Regions from separate parts of the Gossypium hirsutum genome. Here all the other regions are linked to region 3. The links are chromatin contacts, called in public Hi-C maps. All regions are on one chromosome and are shown on one strand. Each heading gives the region's core, a stretch centred on a gene start, on an enhancer-like site or on the middle of the called end of the contact. The rest is flanking DNA. Distances are from core to core; before and after follow the strand shown.

Region 1 (2,821 bases), core at 268-2,767, 49 kb after region 3:
TACCTTCTTTGTTTTTTATATTCCAGTTTCTATTATTGTTCTATTTTCCTTTGATTTCTTTAAGAATAGTTCAGTCATTTCATGGTATCTTTTGCATGATCTTAGGCGCCTTCCGTTACGATTAACACAATGTCTATTGAATCAAATTTTGCTTCCAATAGCGTGCCTCCGATCTCGTCCACTCCTACTCTGAGTCTTGTAGTTTTGTGCCATTTCGAGTCCGTGAGATCTTGTATTATTCAGAATTTTCCTCGTCATGAAAGGATAAGGTTAGAAGATAATAATTTTGTATAATGGCAACAACATTTGAAATTAATACTTGAGGGTTATAGTCTTACCGGCTATGTGACTGGATCTATTCCAGTACCTCCACATTTTATCCTAGATCAAGAAAGGAAAATGTGTTTAAACCCTGATTTTATAGTGTTTCAGCAGTAGGACAAATTACTTGCTTCGTAGCTCTTGTCCATGATTAACAACTCTCTTTTATCGTGTTTTACAAGGATTCACTAGGCTAGCGATGTGTGGGAGATTGCAAATCGAATGTTTGTGGTCGCATCGAGAGCAAAAGTGTCTAAACTCAACACGAATTAAGTTTAATCAAGAAAGGATTTCACACAATCAAAGAATATGTTTCAAAAATCCATAATACTTGTGCACTGTTAGAAGCTTCTAGGCATTTAGTGTTTGAATCGAAAAAACTAGAATTCATTCTTGCGAAGCTCTCGCTGGAGTTTGATGCGACGGTCACTCTAGCCTCTTTCTCATTGAAGCCTTTCCCGTTGCGGTGACTAGTAGACATCTTATTAGAGCACAAAAGCTGACAGTAGAGGATGGTGACAGAAACCTCTATTCAAGAAAACATGCTGAGCCATGATGTTAGCTCATCATTCCTGTCCATGGATTCCACGATGAGGGGCAAACGAGTGATCTCCGATAGCCGTGAAAAGAGTGCATACGGACGAGTACAATGTTAGCTCTATGGAAGGAGTGGCCATTTAGCGCAATGATGCTACTAAAGGTTCGACCAGCGTCATGATGGACCTTCGATGTTGGTGTCTTCTCTAGAAACCTACGAATAGAACCCTGTTGATGAAACAATAAGGTTCGTTGCAGATCTAAAGGATAATGGACCATTTGAGAGTTCTTCGGTGACAATGGACCAGTGGCTTAATCATGAAAGGCGTCTGATTGCTAGCTTGACCACTGGTACGGATTTTGGCTCGCCTTTGGCTGCTGCCACACATGAACGGTATAACCCTAATGGAAAATATGGTATGCTTTCAAGACCCTAGTCTATTTGTTAACCATATGAGTTTTGGGTCTTTAAGGTTTGGATTATATGGTCACAATGGAAGTGGGCCATCGGCAATTAGGCCACAAAGTGGTAATGGATATAGACATCCACAAGGCTTTAATGGAAATAGGCAGCCAAGAAGTTTAAATGGAAATAGGCCGCATGTAGGAAATGGAGTGTGTCGCAATTGATCTACAAAACTTACAGCGAGAGTTTTCCAAGGTCCGAATCATGATGCCGGTGTGGGACCATTCGTTCAAGGCCCACTTATGTAGTCCTCATCATGATTCGGTCTTTCACAAATTCTTGATGTTACTGGGCTTGAGTTTTCAAATGGAAGTGAGACCAGTGCAAATTCATCCGGTTATGGTGTTGGATCAAAATTTGGAACTAAAGCATTTAGGTCCGAGGAGCCGTATATTCCTTCACTCGTGAAAAATAATAATATAGATTTTTGGTATTCTGACTCGGGAGTAACTCATCATGTGTCTAAAGACGCATCGGCATTAGATAAATCCACTCCGTATTCAGGTAATATTGCACTTTTAATAGCTGATGGTACGAATGCTAAAATCGAGTATGTGGGTCGTTCTACGTTAGCTACTCAAAATAAATTGCTTCATTTATTTAATGTCTTACATGTGCCAACTATTCGAAAAAATTTGCTATCCGCCTCACAATTTGCTCGAGAGAATAATGTTTTTTTTATAGTTTCACCTGTTTCACTGTGTGATTCTCAGGACGTTTTATTGCCGGGCCACACTCATGATGGGCTTTATAGGTTCTCACCGGTAATCAAAAATGCTGCTCATATGACTCCGTGCACACATAATATCATCTTAGTGTTGGATTCTTTGAGTGATGAAATATTTGAAGTTTGGCATCGTCGTCTAGGACATCCTTCAGCTTGTGTTGTTAGCTCAGTTTTAAAGACATGTAATATTGTTGCGAATAAAAATAAATTTGATCATGTATGTTTTGCTTGTCAAAAGGGAAAGTCTCACAAGTTGCCATTTTTGAGTTCAACTACAGTATATATTGTTCCATTTGAATTGGTTGTGTTAGATTTATGGGGACCAACAGTAGTTAACTGTGGTAATAGTTGGTATTATATCTCATTTGTTGATGTTTTCAGTAAGTTTACATGGATATTTCTTATTCAACTCAAATCTCAAGCTGTTGAGTGTTTTAGTCAATTTCAGAATATGGTAAAAACTCAATTTGGGAAAGACATTAAGCAATTTCGGAGCGATTATTCAAAGTTTAAACATGTAGATCTTGATCTATTTTTTGTTTGTGAGAAGGTTGGCGATTGATCTCTTATCGTCGGCAAAGTACCCTCTTGTGACCAAGTGGCGAACATCCTTACTAAACCATTATCAGTTTCATATTTTTGTAAACTTCGACAACTTTTGCGGGTCTCGAAAGTGGAGTAGATAGGTGAATATTAAAATATCATAATTAACAAAGTTTATAGTTGAAGAATTTGTTAAAATCAATTAGTAGTTTAGGGAGTTACAAACA
Region 2 (2,845 bases), core at 167-2,666, 47 kb before region 3:
GGAGACAAGTTCATTTTTAATCTATATTTATCTTCTTTTTTCACCATTAGCATTCAATAGGTTAATTCTCACCTCATAGATATTTTGCAAATCAATTATAAAAGAAAAAAGAAAAAGAAATGCATCCATTTAATGGAAGAAGGAATTATATGATAGGTGAAATTTAAAATTTAAATACACAATGGTTTTTCAACTTATGATTATTTTTGGGCTACATTTCATTTTCAATGTTTAAATACGTTTAGAATAGCATTTGTGAAAAAATAATATGGATTAAAAGCAGCAACCTCTTAAAATGAAAACTGTTAGAATTAAATGACCTGAATCATTATTTAAATAAAATATAGTGGTAAAATAAAATAAAAGTAAAATTCATATAAAACTACACTTCTTTTATTTTATTTTAGAATAAGGTTTTTTAAACTTTATTAAACTCCATCTATTTTATATTGATTAGAATAAGGTGTTTCAATATTATTATAATATGGCTTTAGAAGCTTATAAATAGACATAGTCTATTCCTCTTGTATTTCATTCGAATTCAACATAGTGAATTTTCTTTTCCTCTGCCTGTGGTTTTTTTTCCCGAAAGGGTTTCCACGTAAAATCTGTATGTTCTTTATTTTGTTTTATTTTATTTTATTTTATTTTATTTTCACAAAAACTTTTTCATTTTGACTCTTTAAAATTTTTAAAATTTTAAATTAGTAAAGAGAAAATTACACTTTACTCTCTTAAAAATAATAAAATCTTGATTTAATCCTTTAAAAATTATAAAAATATAGACTATTAAAATGTTAAAATTACATTTTTACTATAATAAAAATTATAAACTAATTTCGTTCCTCTAAAAAGAATTTCTAACTTCATCCATGATAATGAGAATTAAATAATTTAATTAGAAATTTCATACTCATGAAAAAAATTAGTTTAAATAGTAAAAGAAGGTAAATAAAGATTAAGTGATGAATTTCTCCATTGTCCTAGTGGAAACTGGTGAGATTTTTTTTTTGTTTGCACTTACAATTTTTTTGTTAGTATCTTAATTAATGGTTGAGGAAGAAGATAAAAAGGAAAAGGAAATATAAAAACAAAGGCATATTTAAAATTAGAATAATGTTTTAATCTTAACCATAGATTTTATTTTATTTTTGAATCATAATCAGATTGGGCTTTAAAATAGATCAAAAAAGTTTACAGAAAACAAGCTAAACTTAAAAGTAGGCCCAAGACAAAATTTGGCCCGTGAAAAAACCAATCCACTTTGAAAAGAAACTAAATAAATCATTAACAAGAAAAAAAAAACAGATCTACTTCTAAGAGAAAAATCTAAAGAACTCATTTAAGCCACTGCCTACTTGCCCAATCAGATATTCTGACGCCTGACTTTCCATCTCATCTGTCACTTCTATCTTTAATGGCGACGTCAGTTCCCAAGGGGGTCTTATCACAAAGACTACTGATCTGTTTTGTTTTGAGACTCTTCCCCTTTCTTCCTTCTCTTTATTTCTTCGATCTGGTTCTTTTACCCTCTCCCTTCTCATCAGACCTTCTGCATAACTTGGTAAACTTTCAATCAGATACATCTCTTCTTTCCTCTTCAGCGATTCTGTTGTTAAAATATGGGCTAGACCATTCGCTGATCTTGGGATATACTCAAATCTTAACTTACGGGCTCTAGACTTCATCTCTTGAATATCGTGAATGTAAGCCCCTATTTGCGATTTATCTAGCTTTATTTCCTTGCATTTCTTTATTATCGATAGTGAATCACCTTCTATAATGGCTTCTGATCTTTGCATTTCGAGGCCAATCTGGGTAGCCCTTCGACAAGCTAGAGCTTCCGTAGCAAGAAGAGAAGCCACCCCTCTGTGGAGTTCTGAACAAGAAATGATAACGAGGCCCTTACTGTCTCTGACCACAATTCCTGACGCCGATTGGTGATTCCTCTCGTTAAAATCCCCGTCAAAATTTATTTTAACAGCCTACCCAGATGGATGAGTCCACTTAATTTCAACATTAGGAGTAATATGGGTATTTCTACCAGCCCCCTTAAGTTCTTGTAGGTAACTTGGAACATATTTTGCTATCTCCTGACCTGGTCTGTTTGTGTTTTCATGTATCCGAGCGTTTCGGTCTCCACAAATGACCCAAAGCGCACTACAGAAAATTCTACACTGATCATGAGAGAGAGTCAAACACTTAGGTAAGCCACTACTCAAACTCTAGGTTTGTCCACTGTGTAAAATTAAATACAGGCAGTGTTTCCCACACTGCCACTGACACATAGCATTTGCGAAATAGGTGATCCATTGTTTCTACTTCCACACCACATCGAGAGCATGTTGTGTTGTTTGCTAGTCTCCTAAGTTGCATGTTTACCCGAGTAGGCAGATAGTTCCAGGTAATTTTCCAAATTGTAATTTTAATCTTAGTAGGTAGATCTAGGCACCAAAGTTTTTTTTGTAAAAACCACTATAGACGTTCTGTACAGCATAAGCTCTAGGATCCCCACTTTGTAATAGTTTGTAGGCGCTCCGAACTGTATACTCTCCTGAAGGTTCTCCGGTCCAAGCCAGAAAATCACTATGAGGTTCCATCGCCAAAGGGATATGAAGGATCAGTTCAGCTACTTCTTCTGGGAAGGTATTGGCTATCAGTTCTCTATTCCAATTTCTTTCATTATTATTGATTAGCTCAGCAACTATCAACACGCAAATCACCATTAACGGTCGATAGCCTTAAACTCCTAAAATCTGGAATCCATATATCATTTCTAATTGAAATACTAGTACCAGTACCAACCTTCCAAATTAGGCCTTTCTCCATGTTAGAATTGTGTGAC
Region 3 (3,120 bases), core at 605-3,104:
TCTGTATCTTCCTCATCTTCTTCATCGAAATCATTCTGTCATAAGAGAAATCATGAAGAAAATGTAAATTCTATTGAAACAGCTAGTAAACCGCAATTTGTATCACCAGACACCTTGTAATTGGCTACATGACTGCCTTTAAGGTCCGGAACTTCATTTCCCCAAGCTTCTTCATCACTGGCCTTACCCCGTTGTGAATCATCCTCTTTATCCTTAACTTCTTTCGCCTCCAAGTATTCCTTTGGCGGTTTTGTAGATATGATTATGCGTCTCTTCAATGATTCTGGACAGGGGAACTCTTTGAAGCATTCCGGGCCAGGAGAAAACAAGATCTCTCCAAATGTTTGAGTGACCATCTAGAAGTTAGTCATAGAAGCGTAAATTATCGGAATATCAGACAATTAAATCCACATCAGAAGGACTGAGACTTACCTCAGCAACTTTAGCCTGAAGCTTTGGCGTAAGGTGATCTTCCAGAGTTATGACAACCGGATATTCTGAGGCTACAAAAGCATACTCTTTAATAGACCTCAAACACTTGATGAGTTCCACCGGAGTAGTCAATGTCCTACATGAAGGAAACATTTGTTATTCTCTCGGAAGCGGGGGACAGACATGGACTGCTCCTTCGAAACATACCAAAATATTGCAATGTAAGTATGACAAGTTGCGTAAAATTATCAAGGATAGATCCATTCAAGTAACTCTTTGCAGTTGAAGAACATACCCTCCATGAAGAACATCGACATCATCTTTCGTCGAATTCGGCCATATATCCAATTCTATCACCCGCACACCTCTCTTAAGAGCATTTATGATGGGGACATCACTGCACTCACTACTGAGTTGGTTCCCAGTAAGGTAAGAATTGTGACCAGTATATATGAAATAATGTGACAAAGGAGCACTCATATCATGGTGAACCTGAAATAAAACAAATGAACATGATAGCACAAAAAGAAGAAAACTAAAACAATTTGCTTTAGCAATCAAACAAGAAAGTGAGTTGGCCCCAACTTTTCGCACGGATCGGTATCATCACAGGACCTTCTTCAAAGCTACTAATCCAGTCACTAGACATTACAGCTTGCTGAGCTGAAAATAGGTATTAGTTTCATTTAAATCCCATAGAACCCAACACCAAAGTTTCCAACTAGAAACAATAAGGGTAAGCAAATTATCCTTTTTTAGTAAAGGTGAAAACTCAAAGAGGGAACAAACTTCAAATCACGTATAAAAATGTTCCACTTTGCTCCCAAAATTTTCACAGCATCCAAACAAAAACACAAATCAACTAATTTGGACGGAAGCATTCAAAGCCCAATTAATAAACCTAAAAAGGACAAAGGGCAATCCAAAGAGAGAGAGAAATATGATTACCCCAAGAGAAGCAAGAGGAGGATTAATATCACCAAAGAGGTACTTAAAAAAAGCTTCGAGGTTTACACCCTTTCTATGAAAATGTTTAACACTATCAATAATCTTCTGAGCATCTTCTCTGGTAGCCTTATCTTCTTTCTGAACCTCGACCAAGAACCTCTGCAGCCCATCAATGGTCATTATCCCATTCTCGGAGTATTGTTCGAACAGTTTCTTGATATCCTCTGGTGCCTCTGAAACTGCCAGCCTAAACCTCCTCTGGAAGCAGAAACAAACCCTGTAAGTTTGTTTGGACATTTGTTTTTTCTTACAATTCCCAAATATACAACTGGGAACCAGCAAATCTAGACTGTCTGATTTTGTTTAGTTTTTTAAGTGCAGGTTTCTTGCTGTTTCAACTTCTTGAAGACGATGATGAGTTTCATTTCCAGTAAAGATGGTTTACGACACTTCAGGGGATGTGATGGGATGGGACCAATATGTGAAAGCGGGTCGCACTCACATAGTTAAACATGTGGACCCCGAGCTGCCTGTATTTTATTGCATGAGCATAGTTTTTTACGTCTGAAAGGATCATTTTATCTCTAGGGGAAATTGCACATAAGATAATTAAATTATTAATAAAATTATATTTTGGTTAATTTTAAAAATTATAACATAGTTAATAATTTATTTGAAAATTTTTATTTAAATCAGTAAATTATTTAAAATTTTTTATTTGAGTTATTGAGTTGATATATATATATATATTAAATTTGACTAATGAGCTCCAAATGATAATTCGATAAATGATAAGATAGATCAATATCCAATGACAAGTAAAAAAATATTTCTTAGATCCAAGTCGATCTCATAGTTACTGTTGGAGATTAAAGAATAAAGTTGTTAAGATTTTGATTCGTAAATTTATAAGGTTTAAAGATGTTTCAAAAAAAAATTGAATTGTAAAAAAGAGGGAGAATAAGAGCTTTCAATTAGTATAAACAGTATGAATAAAAAAGTCATACAACAACGATTTTAACAACTGAATAATTTAAATAAAAAATTTTAAATAATTTAAGGATCATTTTATAACTTTTTCTAAATTAAATGAACAAAATTTAATTTATTTTACTATGGTGGGACTGCCAAAAGTCAAATGTGAAAAGTAAAGGGTTTATTCTACTCCAATCACAATGCAGGGAAAATGGTGATGTTTACAGTTATCACTCTTCTGTGTCTCTATCTTAGGCAAGTAAAGAAAGGATTTATATTAAAATCAAATTGAAAACTTTTTAATTTCAGATTTATAGAATATAATTTGTCATGTCTTTGGTCTTCTTTTTGGAGGGATATACCGTTGCTGGGAATTATTATCCTTTCGCTTTTTTATATTTCTTTTTTCATGCTTTGTGCAACATATCTTTTTTTATTATTATTGTAAATTCAAAGTTGTTAGTCAATAAATTCATATCTTATCTTTATTTAAATTTTTAACATATTTACAGGACTCATAAAATCTAACACCTACACACAAAACACGACAGATCGAAAGAAACAGCTAACAGTTGTCACATTAACTTCTTATTGTCGGTATTTTCTTTTTCAAAATCATTTAAGATCTTTTAGTCAACTTTTTCAATTTCATTACAACCAAACAATTTAGTAGAAACCCGCAATTTTGAAAGCACTCACTCTAAAGCTCTTAAAATGTATTTGAAATTTTGGAAATATATTATAATAATAATAATCAGTTCAACA

The links. A called contact is a pair of places that touch in the nucleus more often than the background predicts.
Region 1: a contact with region 3 is called in a Hi-C map of leaf, with 2.1 times the contacts expected there. The contact joins the enhancer-like site here to the promoter of LOC107960006 in region 3. A contact is called at or near these places in 19 of 34 Hi-C or Micro-C datasets (anther, callus, cotyledon and 5 more).
Region 2: a contact with region 3 is called in a Hi-C map of leaf, with 2.7 times the contacts expected there. The contact joins the enhancer-like site here to the promoter of LOC107960006 in region 3. A contact is called at or near these places in 13 of 34 Hi-C or Micro-C datasets (anther, fibers, hypocotyl and 2 more).

What each region holds. Positions count from the first base shown.
Region 1 is chrA05:78,920,312-78,923,132 of Gossypium_hirsutum_v2.1, reverse strand. No RefSeq gene overlaps it. Among protein-coding and RNA genes, the nearest start is that of LOC107960005, 31 kb to the right of the region's middle. Within about 2 kb of position 1,517, at least 8 of the 9 cell types and tissues checked have an H3K27ac peak or open chromatin away from gene starts, as enhancers often do. A contact at or near this core is called in cotyledon, fibers, hypocotyl and 1 more, where this site is marked.
Region 2 is chrA05:79,015,527-79,018,371 of Gossypium_hirsutum_v2.1, reverse strand. No RefSeq gene overlaps it. Among protein-coding and RNA genes, the nearest start is that of LOC107960007, 25 kb to the right of the region's middle. Within about 2 kb of position 1,416, at least 8 of the 9 cell types and tissues checked have an H3K27ac peak or open chromatin away from gene starts, as enhancers often do. A contact at or near this core is called in fibers, hypocotyl and leaf, where this site is marked.
Region 3 is chrA05:78,968,864-78,971,983 of Gossypium_hirsutum_v2.1, reverse strand. LOC107960006 (phosphoinositide phospholipase C 2) reads right to left here and starts at 1,854. Exons shown (of 9, transcript XM_016896202.2): 1 at 1,381-1,854; 2 at 728-924; 3 at 433-568; 4 at 114-356; 5 at 1-35. The coding sequence starts at 1,677.